Linked DNA regions of Mus musculus: all the other regions are linked to region 1. Evidence: chromatin contacts called from public HiCAR-type and promoter capture Hi-C data. All regions are on one chromosome and are shown on one strand. Each heading gives the region's core, a stretch centred on a gene start, on an enhancer-like site or on the middle of the called end of the contact. The rest is flanking DNA. Distances are from core to core; before and after follow the strand shown.

What was found. HiCAR-type assays count read pairs that join an accessible place to other places. Capture Hi-C pulls out chosen DNA fragments and counts their contacts.
Region 2: a contact with region 1 is called in a HiCAR-type map of astrocytes, with 3 times the contacts expected there. The contact joins the promoter of 3110056K07Rik here to the promoter of Gpr135 in region 1. A contact is called at or near these places in 7 of 39 promoter capture datasets (the 3T3-L1 cell line, embryonic stem cells, frontonasal cranial neural crest and 2 more), 3 of 484 Hi-C or Micro-C datasets (CD8 T cells, embryonic stem cells and muscle stem cells) and 3 of 115 datasets of contacts at active chromatin or transcription factors (astrocytes, embryonic stem cells and neural progenitor cells).
Region 3: a HiCAR-type map of astrocytes shows a contact between it and region 1, with 2.9 times the contacts expected there. The contact joins the promoter of Psma3 here to the promoter of Gpr135 in region 1. A contact is called at or near these places in 4 of 115 datasets of contacts at active chromatin or transcription factors (astrocytes, microglia, pro-B cells and 1 more).
Region 4: a contact with region 1 is called in a promoter capture Hi-C map of adipose tissue. The contact joins the promoter of Trmt5 here to the promoter of Gpr135 in region 1. A contact is called at or near these places in 2 of 39 promoter capture datasets (neutrophils and pre-B cells) and 1 of 9 other capture datasets (adipose tissue).
Region 5: a contact with region 1 is called in a promoter capture Hi-C map of adipose tissue, with 4 times the contacts expected there. The contact joins the promoter of Tmx1 here to the promoter of Gpr135 in region 1. A contact is called at or near these places in 3 of 39 promoter capture datasets (liver and pre-B cells) and 1 of 9 other capture datasets (adipose tissue).

What each region holds. Positions count from the first base shown.
Region 1 is chr12:72,069,724-72,072,423 of GRCm38.p6, reverse strand. It overlaps Gpr135 (G protein-coupled receptor 135), which reads left to right and starts at 1,323. Exons shown (of 1, transcript NM_181752.2): 1 at 1,323-2,700. The coding sequence starts at 1,433. Gm3225 (predicted gene 3225) reads right to left here and starts at 1,250. Exons shown (of 2, transcript NR_168042.1): 1 at 1,004-1,250; 2 at 409-536. It also overlaps a transcript of L3hypdh not described here.
Region 2 is chr12:71,014,452-71,017,151 of GRCm38.p6, reverse strand. It overlaps 3110056K07Rik (RIKEN cDNA 3110056K07 gene), which reads left to right and starts at 1,329. Exons shown (of 4, transcript NR_045055.1): 1 at 1,329-1,645; 2 at 2,645-2,696. Arid4a (AT rich interactive domain 4A (RBP1-like)) reads right to left here and starts at 1,185. Exons shown (of 24, transcript NM_001081195.1): 1 at 991-1,185; 2 at 4-61. The coding sequence starts at 9.
Region 3 is chr12:70,973,271-70,975,970 of GRCm38.p6, reverse strand. Psma3 (proteasome subunit alpha 3) reads right to left here and starts at 1,348. Exons shown (of 11, transcript NM_011184.5): 1 at 1,204-1,348. The coding sequence starts at 1,224.
Region 4 is chr12:73,285,370-73,288,069 of GRCm38.p6, reverse strand. It overlaps Trmt5 (TRM5 tRNA methyltransferase 5), which reads left to right and starts at 1,359. Exons shown (of 5, transcript NM_029580.3): 1 at 1,359-1,386. The coding sequence starts at 1,382. It overlaps Slc38a6 (solute carrier family 38, member 6), which reads right to left and starts at 1,222. Exons shown (of 16, transcript NM_001037717.3): 1 at 1,038-1,222. The coding sequence starts at 1,145.
Region 5 is chr12:70,451,843-70,454,542 of GRCm38.p6, reverse strand. It overlaps Tmx1 (thioredoxin-related transmembrane protein 1), which reads right to left and starts at 1,389. Exons shown (of 8, transcript NM_028339.1): 1 at 1,223-1,389. The coding sequence starts at 1,374.

The DNA of each region.
Region 1 (2,700 bases), core at 74-2,573:
AAAGCCAACACCCATAGTGACTCAGTTCCTCCAACAAGGCCACACCTCCAAATAGTGCCATTCCCTGGGCCAAGCATATTCGAACTACCACACCTCCATAACATTCAGTCTCCACAGTACAGCACATAAATGCTGTCCCGTGAAAACCTTACACATCTCCCATTTACCACCTCCCACACCACTTGCATGGAGCCTGGAATTCAGACACTGTCACCTTCAGGGTTAACCTCTTGCCACCACGTTTGCATTCACTGTATCTCTTCTTCCTTCTCCTCCTCTGCTCCCCACCCCCACCCGGACCCCAATAGTCCAATGTGGTTTGGCATAAAAAGTTTTTATCTACTCCTCTAGCAACGATCTCCATTGAATTTCCTATTAAAATAAAACACTCATCTTGTAATGTATTTGTGTTTTCCTAAGACTTAAAGTCTTATGGGGCAGGGTCTTTTATTTGCTGTTTATTTGGGTTGTTGCAGCTGCTGCCATCCAATGGTGGATACAAAAATACTGTCAATCATCCTCGAATGGAACAGCCCCTACCAACAAAGAACACAAACGTGATGATCTAGCCCAGACGCTGTAAGGCTGATTCTGAGAAACCTTTAAATGCACTTAACTAGTTACCATCCAAAGCCCCGGCCCTTGAACAGTAATGACATCTTCCTTCCTAGATCCACATTCCAGTCCTTGAGAACACCTGTTCAGAAACAGGCTTAAGCGGGAAGCCCAACCTCAGGAATGTTCAATGTGAGCAAGGAGTCTACTGAAACAAATTTGTTCCAGCAGTGATTTTCCAAATGTGGCCCTTGGATCATCATCATCCTCACTATCAATATGAATTCTTGGTACTCATCCCAGAGCTACATTGTCTGAAACTGAGATTAGAACCTAGTCGCTTGTAGCATGACTGATTCTGTTGCCCACTCAAAATGCAGAGGTACTAGAATACCCCACCCCTACCATGTTCAAGATCTCCAGGTGTGGACTCTTTTTCCTTTCCTACCTGTGGAGGCCAGAGACGCCCACAGCAGCATCCCCTCCCCACCAGGGCATCTGTGCTGGACAGGAAGGAGCAAGAGCGCCTCAGCTGAATCTGCCATTCGTTTGCGGGGTGGTCTGGCTTTCTCCGGCCTGCCGGGGTGCCAGAGGTGAACCATGCCTTCTCTCAGACTAGCAGACCCGTGGCTTGGTCACCCTCAGGCTGGGAAAGGAGATAAGGTGGGCCGGCTCTCCTGGGGTACACCGCTAGCGTCCCGCCCCGCGTTCCTGCGTAAATAGGCGGTTCCCTCGGCAACGCCTAGAACCCACGTCAAGGTTCCACCAGTCCCGAGTGGTGACCGAGTCCCACCCACTCCCCGCAGCTGCCGTTCTGGTCCGCACAACCTTTCACCCTGCTGCGGGATGAGCAGAGCGGCGGCCTGCGTGGAACCCCATGGAGGAGCAGGCGCGGCCGCCTGGCCGCCCGGCCGCGAGTGCAACCTTGCAGGGTAGCGCGCATCCGGGAGGGGCGGCTTCCACGGCCACTGCAGCCGCGCTGTCGTTCAGCTCCGTAGCCACGGTAACGCTGGGAAACCAAAGCGATGCGGGCAGGCCGGAGGCAGCGGGGTCTCGGGGACCCGCACCGCTGCTATGGCACGGGGCAGCGGTGGCCGCCCAGGCGCTCGTGCTCCTGCTCATCTTCTTGCTGTCTAGCCTGGGCAACTGCGCGGTGATGGGGGTGATCGTGAAGCATCGGCAGCTGCGCACGGTCACAAACGCCTTCATCCTGTCGCTGTCCCTGTCGGACCTGCTCACTGCGCTGCTCTGCCTACCCGCCGCCTTCCTCGATCTATTCGCGCCTCCCGGAGACTCTGGGCCCTGGCGCAGCTTCTGCGCAGCCAGCCGCTTCTTCAGTTCGTGTTTCGGAATCGTATCCACGTTCAGCGTGGCGCTCATCTCGCTGGACCGCTACTGCGCCATCGTGCGGCCGCCGCGGGACAAGCTGGGCCGGCGGCGCGCGCTGCAGCTGCTGGCAGGAGCGTGGTTGGCTGCGCTGGGCTTCTCCCTGCCCTGGGACCTGCTCAGGGCACCCCGGGAGCCCCCCGCTCCGCAGAGCTTCCACCGCTGCCTTTACAGAACCTCCCCAGACCCTGCGCAGCTGGGCGTCGCCTACAGCGTGGGACTGGTGGTGGCTTGCTACTTGCTGCCCTTCCTACTGATGTGTTTCTGCCGCTACCACATCTGCAAGACCGTGCGCCTGTCGGACGTGCGCGTGCGGCCGATGACCACTTACGCGCGCGTGCTGCGCTTCTTCAGCGAGGTGCGCACAGCCACCACCGTGCTCATCATGATTATCTTTGTCATGTGCTGCTGGGGTCCCTACTGCTTCCTGGTGCTGCTGGCCGCGACCCGGCAGGGTCAGGCCACGCAGGCTCCCTCGCTGCTCAATGTGGCGGCTGTTTGGCTGACCTGGGCCAATGGGGCTATCAACCCGGTCATATATGCCATCCGCAACCCCAACATTTCCATGCTCCTAGGACGCAACCGCGAAGAAGGGTACAGGACTAGAAACATGGATGCTTTTTTGCCTAGCCAAGGCCTAGGTTTTCAAGCCAGAAGTCGCAATCGCCTTCGAAATGGCTGTGCCAACAGGCTTGGGGCTTGCAGCAGGATGCCTTCTTCCAACCCAGCTAGTGGGTCAGGAGGGGAAGTGGTCATGTG
Region 2 (2,700 bases), core at 80-2,579, 1.1 Mb after region 1:
TACCTTCATCTTGACTGGTGACCTGTGGGGTTCCAGCTTCCTCGAGTTCTCTTCCCGGGCGCTAGAGCCAAAGCAGGGAAAAGAGAGGCAGAGGATCAGTCCAAGGCGGGGTGAGACCCGGAAAGAAAGTAAACAAATGCAGGCGGGGAGGGGCCGAGCTCCGCGGCCCCCGGGACAGACCCCCGTCGGGCAGCCAAAGCCTGGCGGGCAGTGAGCCCCACGCGCGCCAAAGGGCAGCGCGTCCCGCCCCTGCCCGGCCGGCCGGCCCACCGCGCCCCCGCCTCGTCGGCCACTCGCAGCCCCCTGCGCCCCGGCCTCCCGGGTCCGCGCCCCGCCGGGCCCCGACTCTAGCGCGCGCCCCGCCTCCGCCGCTCGGCCCCCTTGGCCCGCCCCGGCCCGGCCCGCGGCGGCGGCAACGGAGTGTCACGGCGCCATTGCTCTCCTGCCTCCGCTCTGCACCATGTCAGGAAGGAGAAGCGCTCCTTCACCCGGGGGGCAGGGGCGGCGGCCTGCGGCGGCGGCCGGCGCGGGGGGACCCGGCGGGGGAGGCGCGGGGCGGGGAGGCGGCAGGACAGGGTGTGGGAGGGGAGCGAGCCGCACCGCCGCAGCGGCCGTCTCCTCCCGCGCCCGCCTCAACTTTTTGTACAGCCCGGAGAGGCGCGGGCACCCCGATCTCCGCGGTCCAGCAGCGGGTCCTCGCCAAAGAAGCACAGCAGAGTTGGGGGCCGGTTCTCCCGGCAGCCCGCTCCTCCAAAGCAAACTTAGCGGCGCGGCCAGCCCCACAGCCATTTTCCCGGGGAGGCGGCGGAGGCGGTCGTGCCCGCAGTTGCCGCCGCGACTCCAGGACCCGATCGCTGCCCGGCGCCCCGGGCACAGCCCGCCCTGCATCCCCCTCTCAGCCTGCGGAGCTCCCAACTGCACCGGGACCCCATCGCGGCAGCAGCTGCTCCCGCCGCTTTGCCCATTCAGCGGCCCCCGCTGACTACCTACCTACTGCGGGTGCAGAGCGCTGTCAGCTCTCCAGTCTGCCGCCCCACTGATCGCCGTGGGTCCCCGTCCGGGCAGCACCGCTCCCGGCCGCAGCGGCAGTTCCTGCGCCGGGTTCCCCCACTCGCCCCGATTTACTGCCACAATCCACCAAATAACAAGCTGTTGAGCAGACTCGCTTCTACACGAACTCCTATTGGCTGCTCATGACGCCGAATAGCTTCGGATTGGAGCTCGCTGTCTGCCTTTCTCATTGGATGTAGCTGGGAAACTTCCATGATTGGTGCGGAAAACAGCAGGTAGGATAGCTTCCACTTCTGATTGGCTGTATCCGAACACGCACGTTATTGGAGGATAGAGGATTGAGTAAGAGAGCCCAAAAATTTGATTGGAGGAGCCGACTCCGGATGTGCTTGACTGAACACTGATTGGAGAACAAGGGGTCAGGAAGAGCAGTTCCGCACGAGGATTGGGCGGTGGCGTGTCCCATGGAAACGGAATCCAGAACTGCAGCCAGGGTTTTTCACGGGGGCGGAGCCGGCTCTTCCCCAGGCGCCTGCGCCTAACCGGTTCCCCGGCGCCATTTTGTCCCGGCAGCAGCAGCCCGCAGCTCTATCCCATTTTCTGTGTCTGGAGGGAAGGACGCGGACTCTCTCGGGTAGGTTTATTTCAGTGTGGCACCGGCTTACCCTTCCCTCCAGGACAACGCCTAGCGAAGGGTGGAGGAGTCACGGAGTCGTCCGAGAGGTCTGTCGGAGGCTCCCGGTGTCGGGTGGCCTCGGGGGTGGCGCAGCGCTGGGAGCACCGGAAGCGAGGGCGGCCATGGGAGCCGCTGTCCGCCGGCGGCGGAGCGTGGCTGGGGGGGCGTGGAGGAAGGGGGCGAGGTCGGGGGCGCACGTGTAGGTGAGTAAGCGGCCCTTTGCGCCCCTTCACTCGGGATGGCGGGATTTTACTGACACCCCCCCCCCTTCCTCCCGGCATAGCTCTGTCTCCCTTTGACATTGCATTTCGGAAGCTGGGTTGCGGTCTGCAGACACCAGGGGCCCAAGGTGGCAGCCACCTTGGTAAAAGACGGAGGAGGTGTGGTTTCTAGAAACGTCTTGCGTGGGGAAGAAGAGTTATTTCCTCCAACTGTGAAGCTTGGAGGAAACGTGGAAGCCCCGGCTTTCGGAATGCTGAGGAATGTGCCTGCCAGGACAGACGCTGCTGCCACTATGACCTTAGACAAGCGACTCTTGTCACTGCATGAGGCGAATACTATACTATTTTTTCGAAGAAAGTATTAATGCTTCAGGAAGGAACGACAGTTTCTTAGATGAAAGGGTTTTCTGGACCAGATAGACATGGATTCTGTCGTCAGCACATTGTCTTGTTAAATGACACAAAACTTAACAATTGGGCAACAGCTTATGCCCTAAATTAAAATGTGAAATGTTAACCCCAGTAAATTGCACAGTTGAGTACGTCTGAACTAACGCCATATCAACTAGTTAATATTTGTTGTTTTTGTTTTTTCAAAATTTGTTAAGATTGTGAAGTGTATTTTGGTAGTTTTACTAAGTCATGTCTATCTTTTTAAAATCTGCTTAGTTTTGGTGATGCACAAAACTAGAAAATGGTTGAGTAAACAGTTGAGGATTTTTGTTTGTTTTTCTAGAGTTGTGCTGAAGACAACAGACACCTCCATGACAACCCAAAGTATCACAGAGGTGA
Region 3 (2,700 bases), core at 99-2,598, 1.1 Mb after region 1:
TCAACCGTGAAACTTCCTAAAACTCAGGGTTACTTTCATATTAAAATATTCCACATGGATTGACCACTGACAGAGGATAACATTACTACAACTGCAAAGCCAATTTGCTGAGACATATTATTGAGCACTTATCCCAAAAGTATTACATAGTATTAATATCTTGTAACCACTTAATTCTAAGCATAAGAACACAGTATGCGAGTTTAATTCTGAGCAGCAAATCTTATTTTGTTTGTGTGTGTGTGTGTGTGTGTGTGTGTGCGCGCGCGCGTGTTTTGTTTTAAAGACAGGGTCTCTTTACATAGTCCTGGCTGTCCTGGAACTCATTAAGTAGACCAGGCTGGCCTCGAACTCAGAGATCCTCCTACCTCTACCTCCCAAGTGCTAGGATTAAAGGGGTGCACCACACTTGGTGAGCATCAAAATAATGGGGGAAACAAGGATAACCAAGAAACGCATTATTCATTCATTACCTCTACTGCAAATAATCGAGACTGTTAAGTAGTTCTATATGGAGACAAAGGAAAGGTGGGGTAAATCGCTGCACACACTGGGTGTATTTAGCCCCAACAAATTAAAGTCCAGCTCGCAAATCCTCAATACTCCTTACAAATCGGAGGCGCTTAGGCCCATAGATAACCCTTTAAATGCTTACAGACTCGCTTAAAATAGCTTGTTCGCGAAAAGCAGAACGCAAAGGAAAGGCAAGGACTCATGAGATCCAGCCTTTCTTCTAGGTGGTGTCCCGTTTCCAGGGAACGTCCACTAACTAGGTTCCGTCCGGGAAGCCCGGGCAGGCCTGTGAGTCAGCAGCACCGCAGCACACAGCTCCGCAGCACCTGCATGGGCCGGCGGCGGCCGCACGACGCACTCGGCGATCCGGCCGAGGCATTGCGACCAGCAGGGGCTTGCAAGGGGCCGTTCGAGGGTCGAGCCGGGGAGCTCGCACTGCGGCAGGCCCGCGAGTCTCCACTTTCAGTTTCCTTAAGCATGAGACTAAAGTGACTCAGCACCCGGGGCTGTCGCTGCACGGGGGCGGACAGGACCGGCCCGAACCGCCGCGGGAGCCGGGGTCACCGAGACAGAGGCCGCGGGTCCCCAGGACTCGGGCAGCGCCGGGGATCCAGCGGCCCTCCGAGCCGCAGCCGGGCTTCCTCACTGCCTTCAACCCCGAACTGGAAGAGACGGCGCGGAGAGACTCACCCCAGTGCCGATGGAGCTCATGGTGCTGACCCGGCAGGCCGCGGAACGCTTCCAGGCCTCAAGCGCCGCTCCTACGCCGCACACGGCGCAGGCTAGTAACAGGCTCGCCCATTGGCTGCGCTCTCCACCAATAGCCTTTCCTCTTGCGGCTTGTTCCGTGGGCTGGGACGAAAACTGTAGGGGGAAAAAAAAAAAAAAAAAAAAGCAGAGAGCGCGCGTGCGCAGAAACCATAGAGGCGGTTCCCTGGAGAAGTTGCTACTGTGTCAACTGAAACTGGTATTGGAAGAGCTAAGGTCAGAGCCTAGTTCCTAATAGTCCTAAGTAGCTAATAATCCTAAGGAGGACAGGCTTGGGCACCTGTCCTCTGTAGCCCACACAGACAGGAATTCTTAAAAGTCGGGGAAGGAAAAACCCACCTTAGGAAAAGGAACAAAGCCGGGCGTGGTGGCGCATGCCTTTAATCCCAGCACTCGGGAGGCAGAGGCAGGCGGATTTCTGAGTTCGAGGCCAGCCTGGTCTACAAAGTGAGTTCCAGGACAGCCAGGACTACACAGAGAAACCCTGTCTCAAAAACACCAAAAAAAAAAAAAAAAAAAAAAAAAAAAAAGGAAAAGGAACAAAAGGAGGCAATTGACCCCCCCATCCTCCGACCAAGTTCATCATCAGAGTCCGAACATGACGTTTGGTTCAACTGCTGTGCATAACTAAGCAGCCTCGGTCAAGGTGTGATACCTTTTCCATCATGGTTTCAACTTTAGCCTCTCCTGCAAGGTGGTGTGAAATCTATGTGTGAGAGAAAGCTGTCCCTCTGGCTGGAACCAGGCAGGCTTCAGCCTTCTTTCACCCAGCATGTAATTCCTGGAGAAGTTCCAGTTTCTTGGAGTCTTATCAAAAAGAGGAGCACAAGAGCTTCTTTAGAATATCTTCATTCCTACTAGGAAGATTATGAGACTTAGCGTTAGGAAAGGCTAAGGTGGCTTGGGGGACTCCAGTTGCTCGGCTCATTCTAACAACTATCAGGTTATGATCTTAAGTATTAAGTGGAGGGAGGGCAACAGATAAATCAAAGGAGTGGGCATGGAACCTGACCTAGTGGTGGGTGGATTTTAAATCCCAATTGTAAATACAACGTTAGAAATATTTTTATTTAAAAAAATATATCTGAGCCGAGCGTGGTGGCACACGCCTTTAATCCCAGTACTCGGGAGGCAGAGGCAGGCGGATTTCTGAGTTCGAGGTCAATCTGGTCTACAAAGTGAGTTCCAGGACAGCCAGGGCTATACAGAAAAACCCTGTCTCAAAAAAACAAAATAAATAAATATCTGGAGACTTTTATTTTATATAGCTAGAAAATATTTTCCAGCAGGGTGATGCAGAAGGCAGGGACGGGAGGCCAGCTTGCAATATAAGAGCCCTGTCTAAAAAGAAAACAAAACAAACATCAATAAAAACACATTTTTAAAAACCCACTATCAATCAACTTTATTTTGGTTCGT
Region 4 (2,700 bases), core at 110-2,609, 1.2 Mb before region 1:
TGCCTCCAGATTCCTGCCCTGACTTTCCTTCAAGACGGACTGTAGCTGTAAGATGAAATAAGCCCTTCCCTTCCCAAGTTGCTTTCCGTCATAGGAGTTATTACCCCAAGGAAAAGCACATTTGGACATAACACTTGTTCCTTTCCCTCCGTTCTGACCTATTGGTGCAACTCAAGGAAACGAGTCTTCCAGGAAAATTACTTCCTCCCATGCAGGGCCCAGCTGGCTTCAGTGGGAGCCACAGCCTTGTGACTTCAAGAGATCAAGATAGGGTGGAGACAGAGGAGGAACGGGCCTCAGTCACGTGCTTCCTGAAGAATCCCAGTGTCAGCATGGAACTTCTGTCCCTAACTCTTCTTCCTCAAGTACGAGGACCGCAATAAACTAACCTTTTGTTTATATGCCTAATGAATTAAGTCGATTAGCAGGAATATCTTACAGGGACAACATAAACCAAACCATCAGCTGTTACAGTCCAGGGATTCATAAAAAGTGGAGTGGCAGGACTGGAAAGCAGCTCTGAGTTAGGGAGTTTTTCTAGCATGCCCAAGGCCCTCCTAGGCTGGACATTCAAGACCGAAGAGGCTCCGGGGCCCCCGGGCACACACAGCCCACTACACCGGCTTTAGGTTAAGGACGAGCAATGTGCACATTACCAGAGACCTCTCCTCATCTTCACTTACAGGGACTTGAGTATTAAAGTGCCTATAGCTCATCTTTCCCTTGGCCCCATGATTAAATCCAGAAAAGAAACATCGTGTGATGTTCTTGCAAGACCTCACAAGGCTAGAGGAGACAGAGGCGACAATGACACAAAGCAATGGTGAGTCACAAAACCGAGGCTCATCCCGCTGGTGTTCCAAGCCTCTCACTATTGACTGAGTGCTCCATGCTGCTGCCACATTCCAAACTCGCCTGGGGTCAGTGGTTCGGGCCCCACCCCAGGGTCAGTCCCCTGCAGTCCAAGGCTCCTCTTGCAAGCCCTGAAAGATACCGAAGCGCACAGGAACCCAGCGCAGCCAGTAAAGCCCACTTACGTTGCTTAGCAACGGACTCCACTCGTCTGCAGCCACCGCCTCCTCTGGCTGCTGGGCAGAGACGTACCAGCCTGGCTCCGCTTGGATGCTGTGCCGGGACGCCTGCATGGTGCTCCGCGACCGACTGCTAAGTAAATCACGGAGCCGCTTCCCCTAACCCCAAGCGCCCCGGCTGAGCGGCTTCAGAGGCGGAGCTACGGGCTTGGCCCTTCCGGGCTCTCGTAGCAAATCGCGGGCCCGGAAGAGAGGTGCGAGTCCACAGGGTCGGACTCTACGCTGCCTTCGCGGCCAGCAGTGATGACGTCACCAGCCTCCGACGCCCTATTTCCGAGCTGCACCAGAGCATGAGGTGAGGGGTTCGGGTCTGAAGCCGGCCTCGGGTGACGCTGGCCCTGGAAAGGTGCAGCTGGTGAGGGGGCAGTAGTGTCCCGGGTGATGTAGAAAACCTGACGGTACCGCGGCGGGACTCGTGCTCTTCTTTCTTGCCCAATGAGCGCAAAAAGGCCACCAGGTCATTCATCTCCTTGTCCACCGGCCGCTAAGCCGAGGCCGGAGCCCTTGGGTAGGGGGCTGGTCAAATGCATGGTGAGGGCTGATGCACCCAGTGGTAGGATTGGATAGCATGAGAAGTGCCGGGATTAGGTTCCCATTACCACAAAAATCTTTTCATAGTTTAAACCACATATTACAGATGGAAAACGGACGCCTACATTTACTTCAAACAACACAGTAAAGCCTTGTCAAAATACTGAAGCTTTTAGTTATAGGCATGGCATATGGCAGTACACTATGATAGACATCCTAACAGTATACTAAGGTCATATGGGAAGGGACAAATCTCATGTATCCAGACCAACCTGGAGGATGACTTTAATTTCTGATCTGCTTTCTGAGTGCCTGCACCACTGTGCCCAGGCTATGTAGTGCTGAAAGCCCATGAATTTGCTTGTGCTTGCTAGGTACACTTCTAGCTAAACTGTATCCCCAGCTTTCAGGTCATTTTTAACCAAGCTTTTGTTTTTTTTTTTGTTTGTTTGTTTGTTTGTTTGTTTTTGAGGTCTGGTCTCAAATGCATCCCAGGCTGGCCTTGAACTTTTAATCCTCCTATTTCCTCATGCTGAGATTACAGGTAGGCACCACCATGCCTGATATTATGTGCTGTTAGGGATGACCCCAGGACCTCATGCGTGCTAGGCAAGCTTTCTACCAGTGAGCTACATTTTAAGACCTTAATGAACGTTTAAGCCTTGCCAAGCCACTTAGCAGCCACATAACTTTGGGTGATTAACTTACCCCTTAGCTTACAAACTTCATAACACAGCTTCTGATACAACAGCCCGTTGAATAAATAAAATAAGATCTCCTAAGAATATCCCAGTAAGTATTACCATTGGTGGCATCACATATAGTGATCATTTCATTTAGAGATGACCCTTAACTCAAATTTCATACTTCCTATTCTATGTGTATTCTGTCGAAATTTGTGAGCAGAGTTCTTTGGGTATAGGGAGATTGCTAGACCACTAATTTTTCTGTTATAGGGGCAAATAGACTGAAAATGCAAATGTATTATTTACCAGGGACAGTGATCATTCTAACCTGCAAGAGAGACTGCCCTCCCTTGCCATCCAAACCTTTTGTCAGCACTTGGCAGGTGACTTGA
Region 5 (2,700 bases), core at 140-2,639, 1.6 Mb after region 1:
CTGCAATCTCCTTTTTCTTGTTTCACAACTCAGGTATCATGGACCTCACCCAGGTTCTCTCTTGAGGATGTTCACTTCCACCTCTTCCTTAGTGTACAGCCCTAAACACAATCACAACATAGGCAAACACCAGAATCTTGCTTAAGGGTTGCTAACAACGCTTGCATATATTTACTCTTGAAGCCCAACAAAGCTACTATGACAGCATCTGAACAGGCCAATCGGTAAAGCAGGGGATGGGAGTGGTTATCTACTATAAGGAATTATGTAGAATAATTACCCACCCCAAAACATATGTAAAGATACTGGGTAGTGTCAGTAAACAATGACCATTCAATGGTGGTGCTTTCGCCACATCAATAATGCCGTATCAGGAACACTGTCAATTAACCATTCCACTAATTTATCATCTAAGACAAAGGCCAAAGGTAGTTTATTTCCTACAGCAGCAGGACGGCGGACACTGTTGAAGTAGAATTATCACACAAGATAAGTGATTTTGTTTGAATAGTAAATGATGAACTGGAGTATTTAAAGGGCCTATCAATAATCATACTAATGCATGTGCAATACCATTCGCAGGCCTGTAAATCACAATTCAAGCCATTCTCTAAATTGCAAACGCACCGGTCAAGGAAAAATGAGGTTCATATCAAAAGAAATGAATGTAGGCAAGAAGAAAAAAAAAGAAAATAAAGATTTTAATATATTCCCATTTATTTGGCATTTACAATTTAAAAAAACTAACTCACAAAATAAAAATAAATAAAGAGCTCAAAATTCAGGCATTACAAATACCAATTTCCGAATAAACATAGCAATTTCCGAATGACAGGTTAAAAGCAAGATTTTGTTCAATATCAACTTTTGTAAAAATTTGGAGACTTAAAGTCTGGATGTCTACAAAAGATCACTAAAAGTCTATAGAAACAGCCAAGACCTCCATCGCAACCCAATCCCACCCTCAAATCCGCTAGTCTGTTCCAGAGAATTCGATGTAGCTCGTAATCCTTTAATCGCACCACAGTGCTTAGCAACGACGAGGCTCAGTGCACGCTTAGATAGAAAAGTAATATTCCCGGTTAGGAAATGACCCTGGAGCTGGGGGCGGCAAAGGCTGGGACCTCAAGACCTGGCCGAGGAAGATGGGCTGGTCAGGTGTCCAGCTTGAGGGACGGGGCGGCGGAGGCCACCGCCACCCAGACAAGCGCCCCGCACTCACAATTCTATCATCCACTCTCCTTCCAGCAACGACGTCCAGTTCTCATCGGTGAGGACGCGCACGTTATTCCGCCGTCCGTGGGCCCCAGGGACCGCCCAGAGCAGCAGGACCAGAGCTGCCAGGGGAACCATAAGACGCCCCAAGTGCGCCATGTCAGCCGCTCACCCAGCCTCAGCGCGTTCCCGCTCCACCTCCCCGCCGCAGCTCCACTTCCGCTCTGGCGGCCGCTCCGCTCATGCGCACAAGGAGCCAGCCAGGCGCGCGAGCCCCACCCACTCCCCGCCAGCAACTCAGTGCGCATGTCCGGGCCCTGTTCCTCCTGCGGGAGATGGAGAGGGAAAGCGGGAAATGCGTCTATCTCGGAGCTCACGACTGAAGAGGCGCTTGCCGGCTGTGGTCCCTCGAAAAGCCCTAGAAGGGGCGGTAGGCGGAGGGATCAGGGTGATGCTCTAGAGATGAGTGACCCTGTCGTGCCCACCAGTGCCTAGTAAGGTCACTATGACAGTTTTCTCAGGAACTTTCCCCTTTCAAAATATCACCAGTTAGACGAATGTAGGAGGAGGTCACCAGCCCCTTTACCCTGGCCCTAGGCAAACAGGCATCTACTTTTTGTCCTGGCTACTTTACTAATTGAATCTTGTGTTGTCCCTGTTGACTGACTTATTTTAACTCTTTAAGCATGAGTCCCCGAATTTCCTCTAACACATTCGTAATGAGGCTTTGTCACCCCCTGGCTCTCCGAGGTAGTTTTTATTGCCTGTTCTTTGCTTTCCTGTATATGGGTTATATTTTCCTGTCTTTGCACAACTCAAAAATCTCTTCTTGGAAACTAGGGTTTTAGGGTCTGTAATTCTAGATGTTGATTCCCCTTGTGGCTCTCCATCTTCTGTTCCTCTTGTTGTTTGATTGTTTAGTGAGTTGGCAAGGCAATTCTAGTGAAGTCTGTTTCTCAGAGATTACAGCCCTGGGTGGGTCATCTGGGCGATAGTGGTTTTAGCAGGGCTCATTCCATATCACTTTTTGGGATGTGTTTGCCTCACTTATTTCCAGCTGTAATATTACATGAAGTGCTCACCGATAACTTGTTTTTGTTTTGTTTTAATTCTCAGAGCATACATTGTTCCACAGCCTAATACATTTTGGCAGATGGTTTTGAGGTCAGTGGTTGAAATTTATTTTAAGCCCAGGATGATTCTTCACTGTCTCTTTTCTTAGGTCTCTCTGGTGAACTAAGTGGCTTATGCACTGGCATCTTGTTCTTACTTAAGGAAAACTTTTTTTATTTTTTTGGAGTGACTTTAGGCCTGACCGTTTCTCCATACTCTTATTTAATAAAGTCATTTCTTTGGGGAGAGTTCAGAACTGACTCTCCTGGGCACAAGCAGCCTCAGTCATTATTCTAGGTGCAGTGTAGACCAGCAGGATCTACTTTTCTGGACTTCTAGTGGTGTATAGTCTTTATCACTTGAACAAAAAGG